Regions from separate parts of the Lactuca sativa genome. Here region 2 is linked to region 1. A link is a contact called in public Hi-C data. All regions are on one chromosome and are shown on one strand. Each heading gives the region's core, a stretch centred on a gene start, on an enhancer-like site or on the middle of the called end of the contact. The rest is flanking DNA. Distances are from core to core; before and after follow the strand shown. Region 1 holds the start of LOC111885689 (nicotinate phosphoribosyltransferase 2). Region 2 holds the start of LOC111885710.

Region 1 (4,863 bases), core at 268-2,767:
ACTCGTTTGTATGGATTATTGCTCTAAAAATAACAATTTTACTATGAATATTTGGGACGTTACATACCCGTTAACCCTTTTATTGAAAGGGTTATGTATGGATCATAATCGATTCGATCCGTTCTTCAAGGAAACAAAAAAATATATTACTTTAACTCTAGAAGTCACTTAAATTTTTACATGAAATAATTTAATATATACTTGTATGTAATGTTGTAGAACTCGCTACTTGGTACTTGTTCGGCCGACTGACGAGTAGCGAGTACTCGGGACTACTCAGGAGTAGCCGGGAGTACCCATGAGGCCGACTGCCGAGTAGCGAGTACTCGGGAGTACTCGTGAGTAGTCGGGAGTACTCATGAGTACTTGGATTCCATAATTCATGTAAAATATTTTTAGTGAGATTATATATGTAAAAATCATAGGTTAAAATCATAAGTTGATTGAAATGCATAACAAAATTATATACATGTGAATACATAAAAACTGAAAACACACAATGGTTTCACTTCGTGAATAATTGATGAAAATTTAAGATATATATATATATATATATATATATATATATATATATATGTAGTAATAATAACATGTGTGTATTAAATAATAAATCATTAAGTATAGTATACATATTAATCACCGAGTTGACCGAGTTTTACAACACTGCTCGCTTCAGTAGTGGACCGATCGGGGAGTACTCTGATTCTATAACTCGCCTCGGTAAGGGGCCGAGGGGAGTACTCGGCCAACTCTACGAGTTTTACGAAACTGCTTATATGTGTTTACTTTTTTCCAGGTGATTAGTGAGTGAGTAGATCGGTTGGACTTTAGATTTTTTTGAAGATGCATTTTGATGTCTACATTTTCTCATGCATGTTTGCAATAGTAGACATTTGTTTTGTTTTGGAAACGTTATTTATTAAGCTAAAATTGAAGTTTTTTTTTGAATGAATGTTGTCTAGTTTTAATGATTTATGTTATATGTGTTATAATGTATAATTATAGCCTAATCTTAGACCATCCACAATGGGAGTTTAATGAGAGTTCAATAGAATAAATTTGAATATAATATAGAGGAGAGAGAATGTGGAGTTGAATTACCATCGAACGGTTGAATAGAATGTGCAGTGAAAAGTTGTGGATTTTTTAAGAATTTAATTGAATATATATAGTCTCTTTCTTAGTTGGCATTCTATTCAACTCTCCATGAGTTTAATGCATTGGAGATAACCTTAATATTGTAAATGAGCCGGATAAAATGGTTGAAAATTCATTGAACCGTGTGAACTATGGATTGGGGTTTGGGTCAAGGCCAATCTGTTCCAAACTTGCTCCATTATCAGGTCCACTTGATAATAATAAATAAAACAAATATGTCATAGTTTATGAAATGAAATAAATAATCCTAATCTAAAATCTATATTTTGTTTTTATATAATTGTTACAAATATAATCTTATTAATTATATAATTACCAAAGAAAAAAAATACATAAAAAAGGTTGAGCTATCGAAAATATCCCCAACAGAAAAAGTTTGTTTCAACAAGACAAAATTCACGACTCGCTAGTGAAGAATATAGAATAACGACACAGCCCCACTTCGGCGACGACGCCGCCACCAGCTGCCGACCTCCGCCATTTCCGTCCTTTTCTTTCCCCTCTTTTTTGATTCCATTGGCCCCTATCTATCTGAAACACGAGCGCACACACTTCCTGCTTTGATTCTCGCTCATACACACATATATAGATAAGGGGACGAAAATTAGGAAGTCTATACAACTTGTTTCATCTTGATTGAGCAAGCAACATACATAGAATGGACGTAAAACCTGAAGTTAACGGTGGCGTTAAAGAGGAGAAACATAATCGTCCGCCGCCGGTAATCGATGGTCCCACTAATCCTATGGTTACGCCGCTGCTCAACGATCTCTATCAGTTCACTATGGCTTACGCATACTGGAAAGCTGGAAAGCATAAAGAACGAGCTGTGTTAGTTTCTCAATTCCTTGTGATTTGTTTGTTTCTAGATGGAATTGATTGATTCCGTAATCATGGACTGAAGAAACTAATTAGATCGGTTACACTGGCTTTAGGGCATGTAATTTTGGAAATAATTTGGGAACTTTCTGCAATCTGTGATCTGTTTCAGGTTTGACTTATATTTTCGGAAAAATCCCTTTGGTGGTGAGTACACAGTTTTTGCTGGTTTAGAAGAGTGCATAAGATTCATTGCTAATTTCAAATTATCAAAGGAAGAGATTGCTTTTGTTCGAGAAAGTTTATCTCCTACATGTGAGGTAAAGCTTCAATTCAGATTTACTTGATCCTCATAAGTAACATAATCAAGTTTAAAGATTTGTTCATTGATGTCAATTTTCTTCTGTTCATATCAGGATGCCTTCTTTGATTACCTTGAAGGAATTGATTGTTCAGATGTTGAAGTTTATGCAATTGCAGAAGGGTCAGTTGTCTTTCCTAAAATACCCCTGATGAGAGTTGAAGGCCCAGTGGCTGTAAGTCAATCAGTCAAACAAACTATTTTACTATTTACCAATTTACCCCTTATGTGAAAAGAATATGAATTGAAATCCATTTATTCATATTCTGTTTTCTTACAGGTTGTTCAATTGTTGGAAACTCCATATGTGAATCTCATAAATTATGCATCATTAGTCACCACAAATGCTGCAAGACATCGTTTTGTTGCTGGAAAATCCAAACTTCTTCTTGAATTTGGACTTCGAAGGGCACAGGTTATTGTTTGAATACGAGAAAATGACCATTTTACCCCTCTATTTTTTAACAGAAATTCTTGTTTCTTAGGGCCCAGATGGTGGTATAGGGGCATCAAGATATTGCTACATGGGAGGATTTGATGCAACAAGGTGTTGACTATATTAATTATGGTCAAATTATTTATATATATTAATATATAACAAATAACAATGTAAAATTGTATCTTATATTTTTTTATTTATTTATTGTGAAATATTAGCAATTGTGCAGCTGGAAAAATATTTGGAATACCACTTCGTGGAACACATTCCCATGCTTTTGTTAGCTCATTCATGGTTAGTATTATAAAATTATGAAATATAAATAACCATTTTTTTTATTCAGTGAAAAAGTTCTTATTACAATTTCTTTTTAAAAGAAAATTATTAATTTTTTGATGTAGGGAACTGATGAGATTATAGATAAGTCTCTAAAAAGTCATGATGGATCTCAAGTATGTGAGGATTTTGTTGGTGCTTCTCAAACATGGTTAAGCAAAATAAAGGTAATAATTTTTCATTTTTCATTTTTCATTATTTATATAATTATATGTTATATTTTTAATAACTCTATTTTTTTTATTTATTTGTTTCAGAGGCTAAGTATATTGAAGGGTGTTTTTGGTGAGACTAATCAGAGTGAATTAGCTGCTTTTATTTCATATGCTTTAGCTTTTCCTGATAACTTTCTAGCTCTTGTAGACACATATGATGTAAGTTATTATTATTATTTATTATTTTTTTGCTTACATTACTAATTATTATAATCTGGGGTATTATTTATTGTCTTTTTCTAGGTGATGAAGAGTGGTGTTCCTAACTTCTGTGCAGTGGCTCTAGCACTAAATGATCTGGGGTATTTTTGTCTTTTTGTATTTTATGATACAAAAGGTTAAGTGATAATAATAATTAATATGTTAATTATTATTTGTATAGGTATAAAGCAAGGGGTATTCGGTTGGATTCCGGTGATCTTGCTTATCTTTCATGTGAGACAAGAAAATTCTTTCAAACGATTGAAACGGAATTTGTAATTCCGGGGTTTGGAAAGACCGGAATCACAGCTAGCAATGATCTCAATGAAGAAACTTTGGATGCTTTAAACAAACAGGCAAAGCTTTTTATATATTTTGAATTCTTAACTAGTGTTTGGTATGTCGGAATCGGAGAAGGATTGGAATGGAATCGTTCTTTCCATCGGAATCAATCATTCCATTCCATTCCATTCCATGTTATGTTAAAAACTTAAAAAAAAAAAAGAATTAAAATTAATTTTTTTTTTCAGGGTCATGAGGTGGATGCGTTTGGAATAGGGACATATTTGGTGACGTGTTATGCTCAAGCTGCATTAGGTTGTGTTTTTAAGCTTGTTGAGATAAATAATCAGCCACGTATTAAGCTCTCAGAAGATGTCTCAAAGGTTTTGAAAATTGAAAATTGAAAATTTCTTTTTAATTAACTATTTTTCGATAATATTCTGAATATTAAATTAATAAATTTATTTATAGGTCTCGATTCCATGTAAAAAACGATCTTTTAGATTATATGGAAAAGAAGGTTACGCCCTTTTAGACATAATGTCAGGCGAAAACGAACCACCTCCAAAGGTAAATATTTATTTATTTATTTTAAATTTTTTTTTTTTAAATCACAATACCTTTAAAAGTGTTTAATGAATTTTCTTTTATTTAAGAGTAAATTACTGAAATCGTCCCTATGGTTTGATCAAAATTACACTTTTGGTCCCTAACCTTTTTTTTTGCACTCGGATCGTCCCTATGGTTTGGTCAAAATTGCACGTTTGGTCCCCAACTTTATGTATGTAAGGGACGAAAAACGCAAGAAAATCAAACCACAGGGACGATCCGAGTGCAAAAATAATGTTAGGGACTAAATGTGCAATTTTTACCAAACCATAGGGACGATTTCAGTAATTTACTTTTTATTTAATTAATTATAGGTAGGAGAAAGAATTTTATGTCGCCACCCGTTTAATGAATCAAAAAGAGCTTATGTGGTCCCACAACGTGTTGAGGAGCTTCTTAAGTGTTATTGGCCCGGAACTACAGGTATTATTTATTATTAGTAA
Region 2 (5,053 bases), core at 1,057-3,556, 670 kb after region 1:
GCAGTAGGCACTATACGGAGACGTCTGGTTTCCAAGGTTGCCATGAAAGGCGTGGGTAAAGAAATGGTCAGGTACCTTAATGATTTTCAGTTCGGGGTTGGTGTATCCGGCGGTGCTGAGGCTATGTTACACATTGCTAATAGGGTGTTGAGTGAACACCATGCCGATGAGTCTCTTGTAATGCTGATTATGGATTTCTCGAATGCCTTTAACCTGGTGGATCGATAAGCATTGCTCCACGAGGTTAAGAAAATGTGCCTTTCCATTTCTTCGTGGGTGAATTTCTCGTACGGGCAAGCAGCGAGACTTTATATCGGAGACCAACATATATGGTCTGCCACTAAGGTGTAACAAGGTGACCCCTTGGGCCCTCTTCTTTTTGCCCTCGTTTTGCACCCCGCTTGTGCACAAGATTAGAGACAATTGTAAGCTCTTTCTCCATGCTTGATATCTAGATGATGGAACTGTCATTGAGGATTCAGAGGAGGTGGCTAGAGTGTTGAACATTATTCGGTTGCATGGTCCAGGCTTGGATCTTGAGTTGAACATCAAGAAAACGAAGATTTTTTGGCCCTCCTGTGATGGTAGGAAGCTTCGTGCTGATTTATTCCCAACGGATATAGGGATACCTTCTTTGGGGGTGAAGCTCCTCGGGGGGGTGGCGTGGCGCTGTTAGCAGAGACGCATGGTTTATTAGCGGCCTGACCATAAAGAGAGCGGTCAATGCTGTTGATTTGATGGGCCTTCTTCCACAACTATATGACCCGCAGAGTGAGCTCCTTTTGCTCCGATCATGTATGGGCATTACAAAACTTTTCTTTGGTAAAAGGACATGCCAGCCGGTACACATAGAAGAGGCAGCTTTGTTCTTTGACAAAGGATTATGTAGGTCTATCGAGGACATGGTGGTATGTGGAGGCCCCTTCTTTGGACACATTTAGTGGCGCCTGGCTTCCTTACCTATTCGTTTCGGTGGTCTGGGTTTGTACTCGGCATACGGGGTTTCCTCCTACACTTTTGTAGCCTTGAGGGCCCAATATTGGGCATTACAAGACCACATCTTACGTGACAGTGGCACATTTGGTATGGACTCAGATTACCTATGTGTTATGACTCGTCTTCGTGATACGATTATGGGATTTGACTGTAGCGGTTTCACTAATAAGGACACCGCCCCCCTAAATCCCAAAAAGCTTTGGCGTGTGCCCTTTTTAGCAAAATCGTCCAAGATATGGAAGTCGACTTCGACATGACCGTCAGACAGAAAGCAGTCTATGAGTGTCTGCGGGCACCTCATGCTCAGGATTTTCTGCTAACTATCCATATTGATGGTCTTGACTAGCATATGTCTCTTGTGGAGTATCGAACTATCATTCGCTACCGCCTCATGATTCCCCTATTCCCAATTGACGAGATATACCCAGTTTGCCGCAAGGCATGTTGGATACCTTTGGGGAACACGCAGTTCATTGTAGAGAGCTCCCTGGTTTCAAGTACAGACATGATGTGGTTCAGGATGTTCTCTTTGATGCTCGTCGGCGTGCTGGTATTTCTGTGAAGAAAGAAGCGCCAGTGAACTTTTTGACGGACCCGCATAATGGAAGGTCCACTCTTAGACCGGTTGACATTTTGGTCTTTGGATGGATAGGAGGGAAGCATGTGTGCGTGGATCTTACTGGGGTCTCTCCTCTCGTTGGTTTGGGGAGCGGGGGTTTCACAGTAGGGCATGCCGCTTTGAAAGCCGCTGCGTGCAAAGTGGTAAAGCACGAGAATGCATGTATAGAAAATCAACATGTGTTTGTACCTTTTGCATTCGATACATTTGGTTTTCTCGCACCAGAGGCGGTAGAGCTCCTCAATAGAGTCCAACAGGTCATGCATTATAATGTCATATATCCTAGATACACAAATGTTGTTTTCAAAAGAATTGATTTTGACATCCAGAAAGGGCTAACGACGCAACTTGTTGCCCGTTTGCCTTCAATCGATATATATTAAACTATTATAATCTATAAATTCATTTGATTAAAAAAAATAGATGGCATGAGAGGAAATATCTTTTCCACGATAAAATTCAAAGTTAGGAACAAAACGTTTATTAGAAAATATTAGGCAGAAAACATGACTTTTGGACAACCACAAAAGACCATTTCTATAAGTAACTCATACTTTTACTTGAAAAATATGCAAGTACTAATTTGTAAAATGAATTCAACATTAGGGTTATAAATGATGTTTAAGCTTAGTATAAGGTCCTAAATGTCACTTTCCCCATGAAGATAATATCCAAATATACGATTCCCTTTCCTGGTAAGCTCTTTTTGCAATTAGACGAGCGTAGCTGAGCGGCGCCTTGGAGAGAGAGAGAGAGAGAGCGCGCGAGAGAGATCCGAGAGTGGAGTGTGGCCCGACCCGAGGGATCTGCGATTTAGGGTTTTGAAATTCCGAACAAAACTATATAATCGAAGGTATCGGTAATCGATCGTTTAATTATTCCATTTTAGGTATACGTTTTTTCAGATGTACAGATGATAAAAATGGTGAGTTTGTATTGGAATATGATGATATTGATGATGATGATGATGGTGATTGTGTGTGAGAAAGAGGTGTGTGTATTGTGTGCAGGAGTCTCCTTCGTCTTCGTGTGTGAGAGATTAATTGAGAGAGAGGAATTTGGTGAGACCGGGAGAGCTAAAGAGAAGGAATTGAGTGTTGTTTTGTGTGATTTTCTCACTGTAAACCCTAATACTTGTTTTCTCCATTATGTCTGAGAAAAAACTCGTGGTAAGCTTCTCCTTATGCCTCCATTTTTTGTTTCTGTTTCATCGTTTCACTGAGAACTCAAATCCATGGTATGTCTGTATATATATTACCATATTAGGTATTGGGCATCCCTTGGGATGTCGATACCGATGGTCTGAAGGATTACATGAGCAAATATGGCGATTTGGAGGACTGCATCGTGATGAAGGTTAGTTACACTTTAGAATCACAACATGGTCTTTTGTATGATGAAATTTTCTTCAAAGGAATAAGCTTTAAAGATCAATGCTTGCTCCTTTCTCTCCCTTTCTTGATTAAAATGTGATAAATCAATCTGAATTTCTGTGAACAAATCCAATTTTGATGCTTAAACTGGATTTTATAATTCCAGGAGCGCTCAAGTGGTCGATCTCGTGGTTTTGGATATGTTACCTTTGCAACAGTTGAAGATGCCAAGGCAAGTTATTGTTTATTACTGTATTCAAACTTTCTTATTACATACAAGATCGATAGATCTTCATACTTATTAATTTAAATCATTTTCTGATGACAATTTTTATAGGCTGCACTTGCGAGTGAACACTTCCTAGGGAATAGAGCACTTGAAGTAAAAATAGCCACACCAAAGGTATTTTTTCAAACACTTTATCATATTCTACTTCTGAAATTTTCATAATTTTAATCAAATTTGCTATTTTTCTTCTTCTTTAGGAGGAAATGAGAGCACCTTCAAAGAAAGTCACCAGGATATTTGTTGCTAGAATTCCTCCCTCAGTTACAGAAGATGAATTCAGGAGGTAGATAATAGATTTTATACACTCTATAATTTGTTGTTGCTTTTTTTTTTGTCTCTATTAATATACAATGTGTTTGCTACTTTGTTCCTTTCCAGCCATTTTGATAAATTTGGTGAAATTACAGATTTGTACATGCCCAAGGTACATAAAATTTTATATTTTCTTCTGTTAATTTGTTTTTATAGGAACTTAATATCTAATTTCTGTAGGATCCAAGCACCAAAGGGCATCGTGGAATTGGTTTCATTACTTTTGCAACTGCTGGTAATTCCATTAAAGATTTAAATCTTTTTAATTTGATTAAAATTCAAACAATTTATCGAACTTTCAAGCAATTAACTTATTATCTTATTTGTTTACAGATTCTGTGGATGATCTCATGTCTGAAACCCATGAACTAGGGGGGTCAACTGTGGTTGTTGACCGAGCAACACCCAAAGAAGATGATTTCCGGCCAGTTAGCCGGATGTCTCACGGCGGCAGTAGCGGTGGTGGTGGTGGTGGTGGTGGAGGAGGAGGAGGAGGAGGAGGATATGGTGCATATAATGCGTATGTGACAACTAGATATGCTGCATTAGGTGCTCCTACATCATATGATTACCCGGGCCCCATTTATGGAAGTATGTTTTCATTTTCATTTTCCATAAAATTAAATTAAAATAACCAAACAATTATTTATTTAATTTCATGATTTTTACAGGAGGCGAGTCAACTCGGGGAATGGGAAAGAAAATCTTTGTTGGTAGGCTTTCTCAGGATGCTAGTGTAGAAGATCTTCGCCAATATTTTGGAAGATTTGGAAGAATTTTGGATGCTTATGTCCCAAAGGTATTTTAATTTACAATTTTGGTCCTTGATTTTATCGATCCTTTTGGTTTTGGTCCATAAAGGAATAGTTTTATAATGATTTTGGTTTCTAAAAGACCTGTTTGTATGTTTGGTCTTTATTTTAATGTTTCATATTGATGGTTTTGGTCTCTGGATCATTGAATCTAAATACTGAGATGATACTTTCTGAAAATGACCATTTTACCCTTGGACCTAGAATGAAAAAAAGATATGTTGTATTTATTGGCTGAACCAAAGCGATAAGAATATTTTGCTGATGGATGTTTGCAAGTTGATGATCATACTGTTTTTTCTTGGTCTTGGTCCAAGGGCAAGATGGTCAATTTAAAAAAATTAACAGCTTTAATAATAATATATAGGATCCAAAAAGATCTGGTCACAGAGGGTTTGGTTTTGTGACATTTGCTGAAGATGGTGTTGCAGATCGTGTGTCAAGAAGGTCACATGAGATTTGTGGACAACAGGTACTTTAAAAAAAATACATTTTTTAATTTTTTTTATATAACTTGTAATATTTTTTTAGAATAAATTACAGTTTTTTTTTTTCTATGTGTATGTTGTATACTCCGAATGAAACACAAATTTTATGTTTTTCGTTGGTTAAATCCAACTTCACATCTGTTGGTTCTTTGTAAAATGACAAT

The links. A called contact is a pair of places that touch in the nucleus more often than the background predicts.
Region 2: a contact with region 1 is called in a Hi-C map of seed, with 4 times the contacts expected there. The contact joins the promoter of LOC111885710 here to the promoter of LOC111885689 in region 1. A contact is called at or near these places in 2 of 4 Hi-C or Micro-C datasets (leaf and seed).

What each region holds. Positions count from the first base shown.
Region 1 is chr3:143,789,951-143,794,813 of Lsat_Salinas_v11, forward strand. LOC111885689 (nicotinate phosphoribosyltransferase 2) reads left to right here and starts at 1,518. Exons shown (of 15, transcript XM_023881931.3): 1 at 1,518-1,989; 2 at 2,150-2,297; 3 at 2,394-2,513; 4 at 2,619-2,753; 5 at 2,824-2,885; 6 at 2,996-3,071; 7 at 3,179-3,280; 8 at 3,371-3,487; 9 at 3,572-3,630; 10 at 3,711-3,885; 11 at 4,060-4,194; 12 at 4,283-4,381; 13 at 4,735-4,843. The coding sequence starts at 1,817.
Region 2 is chr3:144,456,214-144,461,266 of Lsat_Salinas_v11, forward strand. It overlaps LOC111885710, which reads left to right and starts at 2,307. Exons shown (of 13, transcript XM_023881953.2): 1 at 2,307-2,468; 2 at 2,626-2,784; 3 at 2,882-2,971; 4 at 3,155-3,220; 5 at 3,326-3,391; 6 at 3,475-3,560; 7 at 3,656-3,701; 8 at 3,770-3,824; 9 at 3,923-4,180; 10 at 4,261-4,388; 11 at 4,769-4,873. The coding sequence starts at 2,764.